3 separate regions of the Mus musculus genome follow, and all the other regions are linked to region 3. The links are chromatin contacts, called in public Hi-C maps. All regions are on one chromosome and are shown on one strand. Each heading gives the region's core, a stretch centred on a gene start, on an enhancer-like site or on the middle of the called end of the contact. The rest is flanking DNA. Distances are from core to core; before and after follow the strand shown. Region 1 has its middle 14 kb from the start of Gm31180. Region 2 has its middle 120 kb from the start of Ajap1. Region 3 holds the start of Ajap1 (adherens junction associated protein 1).

Evidence for each region. Hi-C and Micro-C count contacts between places; a contact is called where the count stands out from the background.
Region 1: a Hi-C map of forebrain shows a contact between it and region 3, with 4 times the contacts expected there. The contact joins the enhancer-like site here to the promoter of Ajap1 in region 3. A contact is called at or near these places in 1 of 39 promoter capture datasets (hippocampal neurons), 5 of 484 Hi-C or Micro-C datasets (cerebral cortex, cortical neurons, embryonic stem cells and 1 more), 3 of 115 datasets of contacts at active chromatin or transcription factors (embryonic stem cells and forebrain) and 3 of 9 other capture datasets (adipose tissue, liver and pancreatic islet).
Region 2: a contact with region 3 is called in a Hi-C map of cerebral cortex, with 2.7 times the contacts expected there. The contact joins the enhancer-like site here to the promoter of Ajap1 in region 3. A contact is called at or near these places in 1 of 39 promoter capture datasets (hippocampal neurons), 8 of 484 Hi-C or Micro-C datasets (cerebral cortex, embryonic stem cells, nephron progenitors and 2 more), 1 of 115 datasets of contacts at active chromatin or transcription factors (embryonic stem cells) and 2 of 9 other capture datasets (embryonic stem cells and liver).

Annotation. Positions count from the first base shown.
Region 1 is chr4:153,598,309-153,601,903 of GRCm38.p6, forward strand. No RefSeq gene overlaps it. Among named protein-coding and RNA genes, the nearest start is that of Gm31180, 14 kb to the left of the region's middle. Within about 2 kb of position 1,898, at least 21 of the 459 cell types and tissues checked have an H3K27ac peak or open chromatin away from gene starts, as enhancers often do. A contact at or near this core is called in cerebral cortex, cortical neurons, forebrain and 1 more, where this site is marked.
Region 2 is chr4:153,356,349-153,360,109 of GRCm38.p6, forward strand. No RefSeq gene overlaps it. Among named protein-coding and RNA genes, the nearest start is that of Ajap1, 120 kb to the right of the region's middle. Within about 2 kb of position 1,988, at least 30 of the 459 cell types and tissues checked have an H3K27ac peak or open chromatin away from gene starts, as enhancers often do. A contact at or near this core is called in cerebral cortex, where this site is marked.
Region 3 is chr4:153,481,057-153,484,373 of GRCm38.p6, forward strand. Ajap1 (adherens junction associated protein 1) reads right to left here and starts at 1,774. Exons shown (of 6, transcript NM_001099299.1): 1 at 1,073-1,774. The coding sequence starts at 1,101.

The sequences.
Region 1 (3,595 bases), core at 648-3,147, 120 kb after region 3:
GACATCTCCATAACAAGGAATATAAAACCAAAGAGTTACAGAGTGCAGAGGCTTGCCTCAAGTACCCAGAAAGTCTCTGTGCTGGCTAGAGTCAGCTGACACAAGCTGGGTTCATCTAGCAAGAGGGAATCTCAGCTGAGAGAATGCATCCAGCAGATTGGTCAGTGGGCAACGCCTACGGAGGGATTTCTTGATTAATGATAGATGTGGGAGGGTCCAGCCCACTGTGGACAGCCCCGGGCTGTGTAAAAAGGTTTATCTAAGCAAGCCACTAATGCAGCCAGTAAACTGTGTTCCCTCAGGGCCTCTGCTTCAAGTACTGCCTTGGGGTTCCTGCCCTGACTTTACTTCTTGGTGAGTTGCGGTATATAAGCCAAACAAACCGTTTGCTACCCGAGTTGCTTTATGGTATCTATCACAGAAATACGAGGCAAGCTGGAATGCTCCTCTGGTCAGGAGTCACGGGGTCACAGAGGATTGCTTCAAGGCTAGAGAAAGCTGCTAAATTCAGGCAATGTGTGTCAGGGTTTGCTCTTTCCAGGGAGCCTTGGTAGGTCACTGTACAAAGCTGGAAGTATGGAATCTAAGTTTCAGCAAAGACCTCATGATTTTAGAGGTGCCAGGATCACAGGACATACCCTGAGGGGAGGGGATCTGAAGGTACTGTGTAGAGTCTGACTAAGGCAGGTGCCTGCTCTGTAGAAGGAAGAGCTGTGGTACGCTGAGGATGACATCAGAAGCCGACAGAGCCTCATTCAGATCTGCAGAGGGAAAGCGGCCCTGCAGATCTCACGGTTTGGACCTGAGCCCCTGATTCTGTGAGAGGGTGATGGTTTATGTTTAAAAACCACTCGTTATGGATCTTTTCGTTACAGTAGACACAGGAAACCTCACAGCCTGTCTTCATCAGATGGCCAGGTCTATACAGGCAGGAACAAAGCCCTTGTCTGTCATCACTACCTGCAGCCCTGTATTGAGATCCATCAGGACTGGCCCAGTGGCCATGACGCAGGTTGAGTCTCAGGACTGAAGTCTGGCCAATGGCCTGAGGCTGGCAGGGGTTTCCTGAGGAAATTCTTTCCCCAACAAACACGCACCCTGCACTGGACCACCAGGATGAAGACTCTGATGCAAGTTGTGGTATTGTTGAATATGTGAGAGTCCCTCCACTGGGTCTGTGCAAAGGACCCTCTAAAGGGGTTGGGTAGAAGGGAGCCCAGGCCCTGCACCACCCAGCCTGGGGGCTTCATCTTGATGATTATTGTTGGATCTCAGGTATGCAAATCAATATGGGTTAGTCCTTTCTATGGGTTAGTCCTTTCACAGGGGTGCAAGCCCCTCCCCCATCCCCCCAGCTTCAGAGAACATAGTCACTCAGGACGAAAGTCCTGCCCTGTGCACATGCACTACACTGCACTCCCTTGCTGTCCCCTGGCAGCTCTGTGAGAGAGAAGGAAGGATAGAGGAGCTATCAACCTCTCCTGCTCTCTTCTTACCTCCAGGAAAGCTCTGAAGCTGAGTGTCCTACCTGCATGCACTTCACACCCCACAGGACCGGACCCCACAGGAGGGAGAGCATCGGGAGGCAGGTAAGGCTGAGCAGACAACAGCACAAGAGGCCAGGAGAAAAGGAGAGCTGAGGAACTCAGGGGTGGATAGGATAGGTGGGTAGGAGGTTTGCTCTGTGAGTCTCCAGCTAAGACCCCCATACGGCAGCCTCCAAGGGGTTGCTAAAAATAGCCCCTTCTCCCTCTTCACCCCTCAGACGTTCCAGCCAAGTGTGCACGTGAGTCTTCGTCTACGGCAGCTCTTTCTGAAGTGTTACCCTCCGTGTCCCCTGAACCTCCCTTGTTCAGCTGGAGCTAAGTCTCTTCAGAGCCTAGGAGCAATCGGTTGCCATAACAACCCCTCTCCCACTCCAGAACATTCCTGGACCTGCCTCCTTCGGCTGATGTTTCTCAGGGGACTTTGCAAAGTGCTTTCTGAGAAAGGAGAAAAGAAGGCAAAACCTCTTGTGCTCTGTCCTTGGGACGGTGAGAGCCAGGCCTACAGCCTGCCCTATCTGCCGACAGCTCTCTGGATCAACTCAGCCCCTCTCCTTGTGAGCCTGGGCTTGATTGCTTCGTGTTTCCAGACTCTGCTTAGCTGTGGGGCATTGTATGGGGGTTCTAGAAGATCAGGCTCTAGCCTGGTATTATTGTCCACTGGGAGACCAAGGCCCTGACAGACGGAGACATCTCAGATCATAAAACAATCTGGGTGCAAATCAGGACTCAGGTCTTAAGGCCATCCTCCTGCCTGGGTGGACACTTCTGCTGTGGATTACATGTAGTTTGAGCAGGTCCCCAAAGGTTCTTGTATTAGGATCCCAGTGTGGCAGTATTCGGAGGTGACACCTTGAGCAGACACAGCCTATGAGAAGCCTTACATCAGCTGAGGGTCCTATCAACAGAAGGGACTGTGTGACCGTGAGCATCACTCAAGAGTTTCCCTGGTCTCCTATGCTGGGTATGGATTCTTCTTGTCCCAACACTTCTGAGCTCTTGCCTAGGGTGTAGTCTGTCCTTCCCTCATGCCTCTGCTCTCTCCTTGGGGACAGTCTATTGTCACCCTACATTCTTACTATTATGATGTTCTCCACAGGGCCCCCAGAAGCACTGAAAGTTATTGTCGCTGCTGCAGCCTAATGGGATTTGAATCCCCAGCACACTGAGTTAAATAAACTCCTTTGCCTGCCTCAGAAATTTCATTACAGTCACTAACAGAACACCCTGATAGCTTGTGGGAGACCCACGCCACTTCTAAGCACTTGCTCGGGGGAGACTCAGAAACTCAGAGACTCCGGGGCTATTCTGTGAGCAGGGAACTCCCATGAGCCTCTGCTGTAAAGCTCAGGAAACAGTGGCGATCAAGCATCCCTTTTGTGGACTCTCAGAAAGAAGGTGGTTTGTTCTGGAAGATCCCATGGGCACCAAAATCTCTGTTGTCCAGGTTCCACTAAATGTCCAGCCTTTGTCTCACCTGTGGGTAAGGCCTGGCCAAGGCTGATACGCTTATTTTGGAATATTCAGTGGCCCTGCCGGTGCTTTATTCACAAGTCAATCCTGCCTTTTAAGCAGAGGCTGCTAACTGCCAATAGCTGAGATTTTTACAGCAAAGTCAAGTTGAAAGCTCTCCAGGCTCCTCAGAGAAAGCCGTGGCCCGAGGATCCACTTTGGAGCCGGCTCCTGCAGCAACGCCTTTGAAGCTGTAACTGCCACTTCAGGATTATCAGTGCTGTCCCCGGCCTCTCCAGCACAGTTCTATCACCTTGTTGTGTTAACATAAAAATTAAACACGAGAGATGAGTCTGCCGAACAGGTTTCATATACATAGATCAAATGGTGGCAGCCGGACTCGAGGAAGAGGAGCCAGCAGGAGTCAGCAGAGGCTTCTTCCAGGGTCTGGAGTAGACGGAGGATAGTCTGAGCAGGAACAGGCCAGCATCCATCCTCCCTCCACACAGCACCAGTGCCACTCACTGCTGCTGTGCATTGTGGGTAGTGAGGGAAGGGGCTGACAAGGTCAAAAGCAAATTGATGGGGGATGACTCCAC
Region 2 (3,761 bases), core at 738-3,237, 120 kb before region 3:
TCCCACCCCATCAGGACCTGCGGGGTTCTCTCCTCCATCAGTTCTTCAGGCCGCATTGAGCTTGAGTTTAAAATTAGAAGACAGCAGGGCTCAGAGCTCCTTCCTGCCTCTTCCAGTACCAGATCCTGCCAAGCTGGTTTCCTGTGTCATTGCTTCCAGCATGAGATGTTCATTTGCTCTTTGAAAATAACATTTGGAGCCACTGAAACAAGTCTCTCTGGCTGAGATAAATCAAAGAGGGTACAACTCGAGCGCAGGGTTATACTTCATTTAGAGGAGACCTGCTCTCTTGGAAAGCACCCAAGACTTCCCAATTGAAATACAGCATCCCCCTTAATTTCATTCTTCAAGCCCCCTGCCCACTGTCAGTTTGATTTAAGTGGCAATTCAATCCCAAAGTGAGCCACAGCTTTCGATGGATCTCATGGTTTTTCATGGTTTCTCTGCATAATGTTCTCGAGTGTAAGGACTTGCGCTGAGAGATGCTGCTCTCATCTGCTGTTCATGCAAAATGTGAAGTATCAAAGCTCAGCGAGGGCCTGGGCTAGGGGATCGTGCATCTGCCTCCTTCATGGGTGCATCTCAGTGTGGTTTCCTCTCACCGGGAAGAACAGAGCCCAAACAGATGCCTGCAAAGATGTCTCATTAGGGTTTTTCCCCCATGGCCTGCAGATATACAACACAATGAATGGTCCCTTGATGACCTACCCAGAAAACCACCTTGCTGTATGGCTTATCAAGATGAAGGGAAGCTGGAGAGATGACTCAGTGAGTTAAAATGCTTGTTGTGCAAGCATGAAGACCCAAGTTCTGATCCTAGATCCACATAAAATTCTAGACGGAGACGTGGAGCTTACTAGGGCTTTCTGACTTCTAGTCTCATTCTGGATGCAATGAGATCCTACCTCAAGGGGATAATGTGGAAAATGACGGAGAAGGACATCTGATATCCTTCTTTGGTCTCTGTACACATTTATACAACACACACAGGCACACTCACACACACATTAACATACACAGACACACAGAGACAAACACACACACACACACACACACACACACACAGGAATAAGGACACACCTTATAGCCCTTGGTGCTCCTGCTGCCTCTGGTGATGGCAAGCCCTGAGACACCATCATTGGTATTCATAGTCAATGAGAGGTGGTTTGTGATCTAGGAAGATCTACTCTGAATCCATGACTCTCCAGGATCATTACTTAAACCTCATTGCCTTGTAGCATCTCAGAAGCTGTTGTTTACAGAGAACGGATCTCGGCAAACGATGCTCTGGGTGATTGTCTATAAACCTAGCAGCTGGTTATGCTTGCACTGGCTTCAAAAGGAAGTGTAAGCAAAGAGGCCCTCTTCAGCACCACGGAGAGCTCCAGGGACACCAGGGTTCTGGCCTTCAGGTGTGGAGACAATCTTGCTTTCCTGCACCCCGGTTTCTCCTTGTCTCTAGCCTCAGCACCTCCAGCCTCATTCTCAGAAATTCTGCACGGCTGAAGAAACAGCCTTGGAGGCCAGACATTCTGCTGTATCATTTCCACCAAGTTCAAGGTCGGAGAATTAGGAAACACTGGGTGAGTTTGAGGAGTGCCAGGAACTGGGTCAGGCCAGATGAGAGGGGCCCTCTCAAGTCAGACTCTGTTAACAATAGTGAGTGTGTGTGTGTGTGTGTGTGTGTGTGTGTGTGTGTGTGTGTGTGTGTGTAAAGGCTTGGAAGAGCCCACCACTCTCAGGCAAGCTGCCAAGCTGCTCTAACTGCACTACCAACCCCTTCCCCCAGACAGGAAGCAGAGGTCGGCCCACACTGATGAACAGCCAGGCAAGAGCCAGGTAGTGTGCTTGCTTTGGAACTCAAGCTGGAGGGAAAGCGGAAATAAAAACCACCCATACGCAAATAAAGGAAAAGACAACAAGGAGGCAGATGCCAGCGCCCGCAGCTGCTCTCTGCACTCTTCGCTCAGTGAGGAGCTGTGTTCAGCACCCCACCCTAGTTCCCAGCTTCCAATCAGCTTATGAGCCAGGCAGCTGCCTCGCTTCCATCCAGCAGCCTGAAACCATGACAATAACATTCGGAGGCGCCTTCAGCTTAAAGAATGATACTTTCCCTTTCAGTGTAGCAACATTGTTTCCCCTGAGTTAACAATAAGACCACCACCATCCTGTGTTTCCTGGTCCAGCACAGGCAGGCACAGGAGTCTCTTTCCTGGATTTCCCTGTCCTTATATCCCTCACTTTTTCTTAGAATAAATAGCAGGAAACATGAGACAGGTTTGGGAGCTGTGAATGTGTCTTTTCTGTCACCACTGTATTAGGGCTAAACTGGGAGTCCTGCAGATGCTGAAATCCTAACCCTGGTACCCAGAACATGAACTTATTTATAAGTCAGATTCTTACAGACAGAAGAGGAAATGGACTGTGCTGGAATATTGGCCTATGCGTGTTAAAAAGGGGGCCTTTGAGTATGGGTATGCATGCTGTCTATAGAGAGGGTTGATAGCACCAGGAACCAAGACTCGCAAAGGGGCTCAGACAGAGTCTCTCTCGCATAATCTGTGGGTTGATAGCACCAGGAACCAAGACTCACAAAGGGGCTCAGACAGAGTCTCCCTAGCATAATCTGTGGGAGGGAACCCAGTCCTGCAAACACCTGATCTCAGACTTCTGGTCTCTGGGAATGTGAGATAGTATGTCTGCCTTGTCTAGAAGGATCTAGAGTATAGCAGTGGCTACGGACGCCCTATAGAACTAATAAATACAGGTTCTAAGGCACAGCCGTGCAAGGGAGCACGTTAGTTACTCTTCTCAACACTGTGATAAAATAGTCAACAAAAGCAACGTAGAGAAGGAAAGGTTTATTTCACTCATGGTTTGAGGGTGCCATCCGTCACAAAAAGACACGGAGGCAGCTTGAGAAAGTTCCTATGCTCACAGTCAGGAAGTGGAGAAGTGAATAGTCGGCTCATTTTCTCCTTTTTAGTCAGCCTGAGACCCCAGGCCATGCGATGGAGCTGCCATGACTCTAGCCCCTGACCCCAAACTGTGCAGTGAAGCTGCCATACCCCCAGCCCATGCGATGGGGCTGCCCCTGACCCCAGTCCATGACCACAGCCCTTGTGATGAGGCTGCCCCTGACCCCCAGCCGCGCGATGGGCACACCCACATTCAGACCCTCCAACCTCGGTTAAACAGCGTCACAGACAGGCTACGTCTCCTCGGTGATCTAATGCTGAAGATGAAACATCGTGGGAACTCACAATGCTCTTGGGATGTTTGTACTGTCTTCTGTTGTAGGCCCTGGCTGGGAGTTGAGTCTCAAAGGGTCAGAATACTATATTGCCTTTTGCGATGGGCACACCCACATTCAGACCCTCCAACCTCGGTTAAACAGTGTCACAGACAGGCTACGTCTCCTTGGTGATCTAATGCTGAAGATGAAGTCGTGGGAACTCACGATGTTCTTGGGATGTTTGTACTGTCTTCTGTTGTAGGCCCTGGCTGGGAGTTGAGTCTCAGAGTGTCAGAATACTAATATTGCCTCTTGCAAGGATTGTGTAACCCTGTTATTACCCTCATCAGGAATGATTCTCTTCCAGCCAGTACTGTGGCCATTTACTTGCTTCTTCGGCCTTCCTGGGGATGGAGGGTCTCTGCATTGGGGGTTTAGCAAGGACCTTGTCCAGTAGCATCTGATTTTTTGTCAGCTTGATATAATTTAAGCTCAGGGGACCTCTAACAAGGAAATGCCCACCTGA
Region 3 (3,317 bases), core at 524-3,023:
TGGGTGACTGAGGCAGTCTGCTCCAGCAGCCACCGACCCCTTGTATCCTCAACACGGGAGCGCAGTGCATCCCAGTGGACAAACACTAGAAGCGCAAGCAGCCTTTCTCAGCTTCCATTTGTGATGTTCAACCTGGGTCCCAAATCCCGACCCAGGCGCAGCAGCTCTGGCCAGAGACCCCCTTACATGAAGGCAAGGGTAGTAGACACTGTGCTCTGTAAAGGGGGCAACTGCGTTCTGGGGACCCCAAGGCAGGATCCAGAGAAGCTTGAGCGACTCGGTAGGTGGGCAAAGTTTGCAGAGAAGGGTCTTTCTGGTCCGCCCCATAACCGCACTGGGCTTGAGTTCCTACTGGCCCGGAAGGTCCCGGACACAGACAAGCCCTGTGTGCCTGTGAGAGGTGCTTAGAGGCAGTTGCCTGTTGTCGCTTCCCCAGAATCCAAAAGCTCTCCAGACCCAGCTGTCTGCCAGCTGCGTGCGACCTTCTGCCCGGAGGTCACCCCAAAGCAGCTGGGTCGGCAGCTGTGCTCCTACTACACTTCAGTTCAGGGGCCCAGGGGCCCTAGGAACGGAGAGAAGGGCTGACGGAGCGGCTGTAGGGTTCTGGGCTTCTCCAACTCCACGGCAAAGCTGCTCGAGAACTGGGAGGGCCGGTGGCTCTCCCTGGCAGATCCAGCGTCAGCCCCGGCCCCCGAGTCCACCGCGCCCAATGGCCCGCAACTCGCGCCGGGCTCCGGAGAGGAGCCGCGCCGGGGCCGCCGGCCAGGACACTGCGCTGCTGGCGCCCTGGGCAGCGGGCGCGCCGGCCAGCCCCGCTGCCAGGTTACTGGGGCAAGCGCCCCTACCTCGACCCCACTCGACTCGCGGAGCGTAGGAGAACGGCCGCTCCCTGCCTCTCTCTGTCCGGCCTCAGGGACCAGCAGGCGGCCGCGCTCCGTGGCTTCGGGTGCACCACGCGGGCCGCCTCGGGGAGGCGAGAAGCCGTGCCTCGGTTTGCAACAGTGAGCAGCAGCCCAGCCTAGCGCCCACGCACCACCCCCCCATGCACCCTGCCTCCAGCCGGGTCGCTCACCTGAGTCCTAAAAGCTGTTGGATCCACATGGTCACGTTTCAGGGAACCCAGCCTCAGACCTTGCTTGCCCCAGCCATCTGCGCGGCGCCCGCGCCCGCTCGCTCCGGTCCCGTGGCGCCGCTCTTCGGCTTCGGGCCGCCGCCGCCACCCGCCGCCCGCCGCCCGCCGGCCGCGGGGCGCACAGCGAGTCAGAGCGCGGCCGCGCGGGGCTCCATGCCGGCCGGCGCGCCGCCGCCGAGGGGGCGCATGGCTCAGGCGGGCCGGCCCGCGGGGACGCACATCCTCCCGCCGGCTCTCGGGGCGCGGGGCCCCCACCGCAGGCCACACGGCGCGGGCGGCAGCGAGGCGGGCGCACTCCGGGTCTGTCGCCGGCCGCGAGGGTCCGAGGAGCGGGGCTTCGTCCTCCGGGGCGACGAGTAGCGAAGCGGGCGGCTCCGCAAGCCGTGCGAGGATCTAGCCTGCAGCCGGAGCTGCGAGGCTGTGATCGGTGTTGCCCGGGGGTTGAGAAGATCGCCCCTCTGGCCCACGCGGGTCGCCTCCACGCGCCGCCGGGTCGAGGGGCCTCTGTCCCAGGTTCTGACACCGATCAAGTTGCTGGAGAGCTCCGTCTAAGCGCTCGCTCTGCAGACAGCCGCGGCCCGGAGACTGCCAGAAGGCGGGCAGGGGAGGCGCGGGGCGAAGAAGCGTGGAGCGCGGGGCGTGGGGACGCGCGGCGGCGCCGCCGCGCGGAGGAGGCGCGCGGGGATCCCGGGCCCCGCCGCCCGCGCCCACCGCGCCCTCCGCAGAGCCGCCCGCGCCGCTCGGCCGCCTCCCTCTGCGCGTCTGCCTCCAGAAGCGCTTGCCCCCGCCTCCGCGAACGGGTCCCAACTCCGCCCGCCGGGCCCGGCTCACGTCACCCTCCTTCCCCGCCCCTCAACCTGGAGTCGGAGCCCCCAACCCGGCCGGTCGGCTTAGCTTGCCAGCCCACCTCGCTGGAGCTGGACTGGCGACCTGGGCTCTGAGTGGCCTGGGCGGCGCCAGAGAGAAGAACCGGGCCCACCCCTTCCCCATCCCTGGCCGCGTCCGGGTCTCCACCTTGGGAAAGGCTCGAAAGAGGCCGCAGGCTCCGATTGGACCGCCCGGCGCCGCCGGATGGTGTTGCCACGGTAACCAGATGGCATGCGAAGCAGTTAAGAGGTTCGGACCCTGTTCTAAGTACGCCCATTGAACGCAGAGGGCTGATTTGGGGAGAGGAGGTTCTCATGGGACTGGGGAGCTGAGGCTGTGCGAAAAGTTTCCTCCTGCGGAGCTGCACGGCGCAGGCGATGCGAGAGGCTGGGGAGGGTCCTCCTGGGGAGTCTCCCCACTGCCTGGGCCTGGCCTCTCTCCAGGCAGATGAAGTTTCAGCCTTTGGTTGGAGCATGCTTCTGCCCGGTTATTCAGTCTCCAGCGCAGTTCCCCCTCCTTCTTGGTTTTATGGCATCTGCTGTCTTCGCAGAGCCAGGGAGTTCTGAACCTGGCACTCCCAGACATCTTGCCCACTCTCCCACCCAGCACTCCCTGGTGCCTACCTGGTTAGTTGTGTCTGCATGTCCGGTTAGTGAAAGACAGGCTTTCTGTGGTCCCCTTTCACTGAAAGGAGTGACATAAAGGCAGAGGATCCCACGGAGGCCTTAGCTGCCTAGTCCCTGAGGAACTGTAGGAACAAAAGCCAGCTCTCAGCTCCACACATAGTGGGGAAGAAATGCAAAGCCAGGGGCCTTAGAAATGAGCTTCAGTCTGCGGTCTTCCTGCTTGGACTTTAGAGTCAGAGCCGGGAAGGTAAAGAGAGGCAACTGGGGACTTGCCAGGGTGCTGCAAGCAAGTGACTTCAGCCCAGCAGTTGCCCCCCTCAGGAGAGAGAGGGTGAGGCCTCCCTGGGAGGGTTGCTGGGGGGGGGGGAGGAGCCAGTCTTCCTGGGATTCACTGTGCACCCAGGCAGGTCCTTTTCCCTGAGCCTCCAGTCCAAGGTTTTTGGCAGCCAGAGATTCTCCCCACCCAGGCTGGACAGGACAACATGGTTCTGTTTTCCCTCTCAGGCCCTAAAGAAAGTATCTGGGAGCAAGGTAGCATGGTTGCAAGAGACTGAAGTTAGGTATGGGGTGCTACTGTCTTGGGGTCCTATGTCTATTACGCAACCTCTCCGACTCTTGGCTTTCTCATCTTACAAGACCCGTTTCCGGTGCTTTCCCTCAGGAGGTTTTAATTAGGACTAAATGAGTTGGCC